Regions from separate parts of the Arachis hypogaea genome. Here region 2 is linked to region 1. Evidence: chromatin contacts called from public Hi-C data. All regions are on one chromosome and are shown on one strand. The core of a region is the stretch at or near the end of the contact, and the rest is flanking DNA. Distances in the headings are between cores, read along the strand shown.

Region 1 (4,724 bases), core at 1,177-3,676:
TCCGTATTCTCTTCAGTCTCTGAGATGTTCCAATATTTTAATGCCATCACTCTCCACCTGCATGCTCCAGTGCAGAACTGCTGAATGATGTATATAATGAAAAGTGAACAGTTCAACTTTTCCATGCTTGATTTTTTTATTCTCATTTGTGCGTAATGATATATGCACAACATCATCTTTCACCCTACCCAAGCTACCAACATGTCATCAAATGCATACCTTTGTCTTGCCAACTCAACATGTCAAAGACTTTGTCATCTTTGTGATAGAGGGATACTTGCATCTTGAGACTTATTTGACAAGTTTAGCACATTCTTTAATCTTTACCAATATTCTTTGCAAGAGCAAACTCCATTTTTAAAATGGTGATATCTCGTCCTGTCTCTAACTATAATTACTCGCTCATAAACCTTGGAGATGAATTTTGTTGCTTTATGACAGTCCACACAAACTCTCAAATTCTTCACAATGCGAATCGGGGTTCCAGGTGCTGTGTTCATCAACCCAAAAGCAATAGCCAATTTCTCACTGTGTATTGACAGGGCAGTCTCTTTGTCTTCCTCGTCATCAATATCGAGCAGAAGCTCCCCAAATTCTGGAACATACCCAGCAATCTTTAACTTGGTTGTCATCTCATCCAAAAATGAGTAAAGCTCTTTACTTTGAGGATGGGATCGATCCCCAACAAGGAATTGATGGAATGTTCCATTCAATTCAATTGAACTGCAACCGGGAACCTTTTTTCTGTCACTGTTTTCATTCTTCTCTCTTAGCATCCTTGCTTCATTCCATCTTCTGGACGTGGAATATATATTACCCAATAGAACATGACACCCTATATGGTCAGGATCCATTTCTTTAATAATTTTCCCTATTCTATAACCCCTCTGCATATCTTTATAGATTCTACAAGCATTTAGTAGTGCTCCCCAAATTGCTACATCTGGAGCCATAGGCATACCTGATATCATTTCTTCGGCCTCCTTTAGGAGACCGGCACGACTGAGTAGATCTACCATGCATCCATAATGCTCTATTTCCGGGTTAATTCCATAGTCACTAACCATCAATCTGAAGTAGGACTTCCCCTCCTCGACCATGTGGCCATGGCTACAAGCATTTAGTAACGCAATGAACGTGACTCTATTGGGAGAAACATTTTCAATCTTCATTTGTTCAAAAACACTTATAGCCTCGTTGGGTTTTCCATGCATTGCAAACCCACCAATCATGGCATTCCAAGGCCAAACCTTTCGCTTCAAATTGTGTTCATTGAAAACTCTTGATGCAGATTCAATGTCACCACACTTTGCATACATGTCAATGATGCTAGCAAGAAGCTTCTCATTCATCTTGATTTCACTTCTGCCACTGTAAACATGGATCCACTTCCCTTGATCCAATGCTACTAGATTTGAACATGCTGTAAGAGCACTTACAAGTGTATATTCATTTGGCTTTGTACCTACTTGTAGCATCATGTGGAAGAAATCCAAAGCCTCCATAAAACAGCCAACCTATATTAAGTATGAAGTAAGTAACTTAGACATAGCACATCAATCAAGATATGTATTGGAAAAAAAAAATGATATAGTTTCCAATACAAACTTCTGCAATGTCTATAAATAAACAAGATGTCCAATAATGTCGAATGTTAGTAATTAGTACGATTAATTTGTTGATGTTCCAAACGAGCAATACCTGCACATAGCCGGCAATTATCGTACTCCATGACACGACATTACGCTCTTGCATTCCATCAAACAATTCCTTAGCTTTGCTCATGTTACCTGCTCCAACATAAGCAACAATCATGTTGTTCCATGAATACAAATCTCTATACTCCGCGGCCCATTCAAAGACCTTTCGGCTCTCCTCCACAAGTTTCCACTTCCCATACATAGTAATCAAAGCATTTGCAACATAGACATTATTCTCCACGCCAGTTTTCACAGCATGAACTTGAACCTGCTCCCCCTCCTGCACACCCAACCCATTCCCACAAGCACCAAAAGCAAACACAAAGCTATATCTATTAGGAAGAAGACCCGAATCCCGAATCAAAGACCGGAAAACCATGAGGGAATCACGACAGGAATCAGAGGACAAAGAATGGGCCTTGATCATAGTGTTGTAGATGAACAAGTCTGGTTGAGGAATTTGATCAAACACTTTGTGGGCATATGAAAGGGAAGCAAAAGCAAGAAGCTTTAGAAACTTATTAGCTGAAACAAAGTGTGAGATTAGGCCAGTGGTTAGTAACTGTGCATGAGTCTGCTTAATTTGCTGCATTGATTTGCATGATTCAATCAAAGAGCGAAGCCTAACACAATGATCATAATGTGAAGAAGGCCTCGTCAACGTTGAACAGAACCGAATCATTTTCTAAAACCTCCCCACCAAGAAGTCACTCGTCGGTTGCTTTTTTTTTTTTTATTTAAATTGTTAATTAGGAGCATTTTCTTATGCATTCCAACTGTTTGAAAAAATGCCACGCTTATGGTTTTTTTCTCGGTCATATTTGGTCTTCTTTTTTGTTTTTTGGTCAAGATATTTGGTCTTCTTGTTTAAAGTTTTTGGCATATTATTGGGCCAGTGTTCAATGGGCTAGTCCAGCCCATTATGTTAAATCTTGTAATGTCCCGAGCCTACTTAATTGAATGCTATTGTTGTAGTCCAGTTGCACATTTTGTGCCAAAGAAAGGGTTTCATTTAAAGTTTGAAAAAAAAAAAGGTTTTTATTTATGACAAAAGATTAACAGAATAACTTTCATTTTGATATCTAAAATGTAAAAGAATAACAAAAGAAATTTCGAATCTACCAAAGGAATGAAAGGACGACTAATTCGTAATTATACTTATTGTTAGAGTCTTCCAACTCTTTATCTTCGTAAAGTATATGTATGATCAAGTAATAAATTAAACCCAATAAATATAGAGCATCCAAAATATGTGAAGATTTTAGAGGGTAACTGGGGTTGGTGAAAATTTGATATTACATATCATCTTTTAATTTTTAGACCTCTTTATAGGGGATATTGGTATTGTTTCACATTATATTTATATAAAATAGAGTAAAGTATCATTTTTGTCCTTAACGTTTAGGATAAGTTCTAAAGTTGTCCCTAACGTTTCAATCGTCCTATTTAAGTCCCTAACGTTTCAAAATTGACTCAATGTTGTCCTGCCGTTAGGGATCTGTTAACAAAATTGACGGCAGGATAGAATTGAGACGATTTTAAAACATTAGGGAGTTAAATAAGAAGAAAACGTTAGGGACAAAAACGATACATAAAAATAAATTTTAATTTAATTTTATCTTTCAATAATATTAATTTTTTACTGTACATAGTATTCAATTATTTTTTAATTACATCTAAATAAATTACACTTAATCATATTATTTTTATTTTAAATAAATTTATTATTTTATAATTTTAAATAATTTTGATATATTAGAGACAAAAGATATAATTTATATTTTATTGTATATATATTTTTTTTTCTGCAAGTTTATATACTAGTCATTCTACAAACATTTCATGATAACTAAAAATCTTTAAGAGTTAAATTATAAAAAAAATTAATTTATTTGAAATGAAAATAACATGATTAAGTGTAATTTACTTAGATGTGATTAAAAAATAATTGAATACTATGTATAGTAAAAAATTGATATTATTGAAGGATAAAATTTAAATTTATTTCTATGTATAATTTTTGTCCCCAACGTTTTCGTCCTATTTATCCCCTCACGTTTCAAAATCGTCTTAATTTTGTTCCGCCGTCAATTCTGTTAATGGATTCCTAATGACAGAACAACATTGAGTCCGTTTTGAAAAGTTAGGGACTTAAATAGGACGATTAAAACGTTAGGGACAACTTTAGATCTTACCCCAAACGTTGGGAACAAAAATGATACTTTACTCTATAAAATATGAGTGACAAGTATAATATTATTTACAATTGAACTCATAAATTAGTAATCAAGTATTTTTAATTTAATTTTGGAGTTCTTTTTATTCCACTTAATCTTATTTCTCATACTATATATCTTTGATTAAAAGAAGTGTAATATAATTGGTAGAATTTTTCTTCAATTAAGAGGATTTTCTCAACTAATGTAATTACTAGAATTAAATTGTGTTGACTATGAATGACTTTAATTAGATTTTCCATATTTTGTTGACTAAACAAGTCATTTGTAAGTCTTCAGCTGATTGAAAGTTTGAAACCACATTTACTTACTTTTCCTTTTTCTCCCCAAAAGAGAGACACTTAGCATACTATAGTCTTGTATAATTAATTTGATTATTTATTATATGCCCAAACTTACATTAGACAGCACATTAAGGAATCAACTCAATTTTCTCACACATTTAAACATGAGTTTAATGCAAAGTCCAACCCCTTAAACGAGTGAGAAATTTATCCCTTTAATTAATTTAATTATAATTTTTCTTTCGGTTAATAAATAATAGATATACTACTTTTAAATACGTACAAAAATACTCTACTACTTGTTCTACATTCATCGCATCTATCCTCCACTTTTTGGCAACTTGGAATAAATCGAAAGGTGCCACTCACATAAAGACGTCTAAAACGTCTTTTTTTAAAGATGTTTTTTAGTAATTAAAATTTAACATATATAATCGATTAAATTATGTCATTTTTATCAAAATTAGGCTAGACAAATTGATTTAATCAAAAAAAATAGTGAA
Region 2 (4,616 bases), core at 773-3,272, 39 kb after region 1:
GATTACGGATTTAATTTGTCATGTTTAATTTTCCTCTTATATATGTTTCTTCCATTAACTAAACTATTACTTTTATTAACTAATTAAATAATGAAAGATTTATTTAGTCATGAAAAACACATGCCTACGTCACAATCTATCTGCCAGCAACTTTTTTTTTTTTTTTTGGTAATCATGATTATTATAATAATATTATTATTGTTATATTGTGTATCATGATGTTAATACGGATCGGAGAATAAAGACAGCTAGCCTTCTTGCCATTAATATTATCAAAAACATCCATTCAGCTATAACATCTTCATTTTTGTGACTTGGTAATAACAAGTAATTTCTATTTGATGATGATAAGTACTACTTTTTTTTTTTTTTTTTTTTTTAACTTTACATCCAACATGAGTAAGGTATAAAAAATTGAGATTTTACGTGAAATAAAAAAAGTAAATTAAATAAATAAAATGTAAAATTTTAATAAGATTTAAATTGTAAAATTGTTAACTTTAGTATAAATTTCATAAAATCGATTGACTCATTTAAAGTTATAATATCAAAAAATTTTAAGAATTAAATCGAAATTCTAGGTATTATGAACATGAGTGCAGCTGGTACATGCGCAGTAGTTTATAATCTCCTAATTATATAAAAAATTATAATTTTATGCATTGTTATTATAGAAAATTTACAAACATCTATTATTATTGGGTGTTATAAATTAAAGTATTAAAGTATATACTCTAAAACAAAGCATACATATTGTGATGGTTTTCTTTTTTAACATTTGTGCGATTCTAAATGTCACTAAATAGTATTGCGGTGGTTTTTTACTTAGATAGGAATTGATTATTTGATAGTTAAGACAAAGCAAACTAATTTTATTTACCTACTTTCATTGTTTTTTATCTACAAATTGAAGTGTATCAATGCTTATTCTGAAATCACGGTTTGGTGATAATTAATACACCATATGTATGTATATATAGATATATGTAGTTATGGAAAAATAATTAGCTAAAATGTTGGTTTAATTCTTAAAATTTTTTAATGTGTATTAAAAATCTGAAGGTTTTATTTGTTCAATTTGTGTTTTTATTTTAATATTTTCAGTTTTCAGAAATTGTGAAAAAAAAATAAATTTTTATTATGGTTTAATTACTCTGTTAGTCCCTATATAATTTTATCAAATTTACAATTAGATTTCTATACTTTTTTGTTCTTTTCAATTAGGTCCCTACATTACTTTTAATTTTGTAATTAAGTCCTTTTCATGTAAAAAATATTAAAATTAAAGAAATATTTCTTTCAAAAAATATGTGGTTAAAGATCTAATTAGGTTATTAATTTTGGATACGTTCAATTTGCGGAGAAATATTCAATTAATTCTTACATTTTTTACACTAAAAAAGACTTAACTACAAAATTAAAAGTAGCGTAAGGACTTAATTAAAAGAAAAAAAATTATAAAGACTTAATAACTACAAATTTAATAAAGTTATAAGACCAACAGAATAATTAAATATTTTATTATTTGTACTATTTTCTCTTATTTTCTCATAAAATTATAAAAAAATGCTAAAAATAAAAATGCAAACGAAATGCACTCTAAATAAGTTAATCAATTTTAAATGTGTAATAAATTTTATCATTTAAATCATATTACAATTTCATATTTCATATACTGAATATATTCTTTTAATTAATTTATAATAAAAAGTAAAAAATGCGTGAAGTTTATTTAGAGCTAATAATGAGGATGGTAAAGAAGAAAGAATAGTGTTAGGGTATATGATTGGGATGAAAAGTCAAAGGTGTACATACATATACATGGAGGTTTTGGTGGGGAGGGTGGTGACATAATTTCACCTAAAGCATGTGGTTGTTAAGCATAGACTTTACATGTATTATCAGTTGTAATGTCTCATTCACCTTTATAAAGGAAAAATAAAAGGGGGGAACAACACACATTGTAATTGATTCTTTTATGTAAACTTTATTAATGTAAACAATATGGACAGTATTTATTTTATTTTATTGCCATATAATCTAATCTTACAAAATTATGCACTCATGTACTCATAGAAGCAACCAAGATAATTGGATGCATTTTCATTTTCATTTTATTTTATTTTTACTCCAGTTAGTAGATCTACCTTTTCTTTTTCTTTTCTTTCTTTATTTTTTTTTCTTTTCTTTTTGTCACTTAATTAATTAGTTGAGTAGAACTTAAGACAATCAAGTGCTATAAGTTATAAATTATGTTGAAATAATTCGGAATATGCATGGATATAATGCTGAAAATGAGGAAATATATATTTTTTTTTAATTGTTGGAGACCATGCATTTAATTTTATGTTCTATATATACACTCTTTCAATGAACCACTTATTCTTATTATATAAAAAAAATAGTTTATTTTTTTATTATCATCCATTTTGAAATATTTTACACTAGCATCTACTTTGTGCAAGTATATTATATAATAATTATCATCTATAATACACGGATACAAGACACGATACGACACGGGACACGTTGACACGCGAATTTTAAAATCTTACATGACATGGGGACACGCATACATATAAAATATAAAGTATTTTTTAGATAAATCGTAATGATATTTTGATATTTTATTAATATTAAAATATAAATTAAATTTTTTAATTATTTTTAATGTCTTATTTTAATTATATCAAGTATTTAAAATATTTTTTGTTTTAATAAATAATAATATATACTATATCTAAATTTATTTTAAGAATATATGTTAAGAATAAGACTGGACACGCTGACACGCGATGATATTTAGGTGTGTCCAGACGTGTCCGAAATTTTTTTTTTATTTTTTATTAAAACACGGTTGGACACAATAGACACGTGTGTCGGACGAGTGTCGGTGAATGTCGTGTCCGAAATGTGTCTGAAACACAGACATGACAACTCAACAAAATGTCCGTGCTTTATAGATTATCATATATAAATAGTCTTTTTTTGTAATATCTTTTCCTTCAATTACAATAATTGAATAAATGAATTTTTTTTTGGAAGTAGAAAAAAAAAAAAAGATACTATAAGCAAGACATTTAATTATAATTGTGCCAACTGCAACGGTTACTTAATTAATCATCAATCAACTTTGTTTTAGAACATCAATTACATCTAAAGCAGCTTACAAATGCAAACATATAAATTTTTTGGTTCATCATGATTACCCAATAGAAAAAGTCATTGTCTTTTGCGAATTTTGTGCTAACTTTACAGTTATAAATTCAAGTTTTACCGAACCAAAAATTAATTACATAAATATATATATACATATAATATTTGAAGATGAAATTTCAACTTTATGGTTAATGAGGGAGATTAATTAACCAACATCCATGCATCCATGTGACTTGAAAAAAGGTCTAATAATAAAAACCCTACAATGTACATTATATTGGAGCTATCATTGATTATGATTAAGATTAATGATTACATAATACATATTACCACATGTGTCTTTTAAATATTGGCCATATATTTGTTATCAACAAGTAAGGTACAGAAAAAAGGTTCAAACACTCAATCAATTAATCTCTTCTTTTTCTCTTTTGTCAGTATATTCGGCTTTGCAATGTAATAATTAGTGTCTTTAATTCTACGATATCCTTACTTATCAACGGGCAAAGATTATTTTAACTTGCATAACAAATTATTTTTTATTTTATAATTTTGATTTCGAAATTAAATTAGTATTATTGCATGATTTAAATTTTCAAATGATGGCATATCTAATAATGTGAAACATCTTATCACATTTCAATTTTCAACTTTAGGTTTGGGTAATTATGAAAAATAATAATTACTTTATATAAGACTTACTCAAGTAGGGATCAAACTTTATATATCCTTATTTCATAAATACTATATTTTGTTCAGAGGTTTGGATTGTGGTATTTTGTGGTAATATATAAGTTAAATAAAATACAGATAATCGATTAAATAATTCGGCAATCTGCTTTTTGAAATGGACACTGCTATACTAGCATACTAGATAAAATATTGTTATTAATTTAATATTATTATATACAGGATAAAAACAAAAATCACTCTAAAAAAATAATTTTAAATTTTTGGTTTACTTATTCTATCGGTCTCTATAATTTTACTGAATTTTAATTAGGTCCTTATATTTTTTTTCTTTCGATTGAGTCTCTATACTATATCAAATTTTGTAATTAAGTCCCTGGCATGACAAAAACGTTAAAATTAATGGAATATTCTGTTAAACAAAATAAATATGCCTAACACTTGACTGAATATTTTATGTAGTTTAACAAAATATTCTGTTAATTCTAATGTTTTTATTACGGTAGAGACTTAATTATAAAATCTTATGTGATATAGAGACCCAATTTTAAAAAAAAAAATATAGAGATCTAATTAAAAATTTGATAAAATTATAAAGACTAGTGAAAAAAAAATAGTCATTTGCAAATTTTGAACATAGAGTGATTTATTGATTTAATGATTCATGACCAGAGTTGACAAAAACAGGTCCTAACTAACAATTTATTGATTAATCCTATCAGGATTACAGGACCAATTAACATACATGAACATGGAGGAATGTTACC

The links. A called contact is a pair of places that touch in the nucleus more often than the background predicts.
Region 2: a contact with region 1 is called in a Hi-C map of leaf, with 1.8 times the contacts expected there. The contact joins the enhancer-like site here to the promoter of LOC112751656 in region 1. A contact is called at or near these places in 2 of 8 Hi-C or Micro-C datasets (both in leaf).

What each region holds. Positions count from the first base shown.
Region 1 is chr15:156,358,379-156,363,102 of arahy.Tifrunner.gnm2.J5K5, forward strand. It overlaps LOC112751656 (pentatricopeptide repeat-containing protein At5g66520-like), which reads right to left and starts at 2,427. Exons shown (of 2, transcript XM_025800870.3): 1 at 1,702-2,427; 2 at 1-1,517. The coding sequence starts at 2,382. The coding sequence ends at 324. LOC112751658 (hypersensitive-induced response protein 4) reads left to right here. Exons shown (of 4, transcript XM_025800871.3): 4 at 1-15.
Region 2 is chr15:156,398,274-156,402,889 of arahy.Tifrunner.gnm2.J5K5, forward strand. No RefSeq gene overlaps it. Among protein-coding and RNA genes, the nearest start is that of LOC112751660, 9.5 kb to the right of the region's middle. Within about 2 kb of position 2,023, at least 1 of the 3 cell types and tissues checked has open chromatin away from gene starts, as enhancers often do.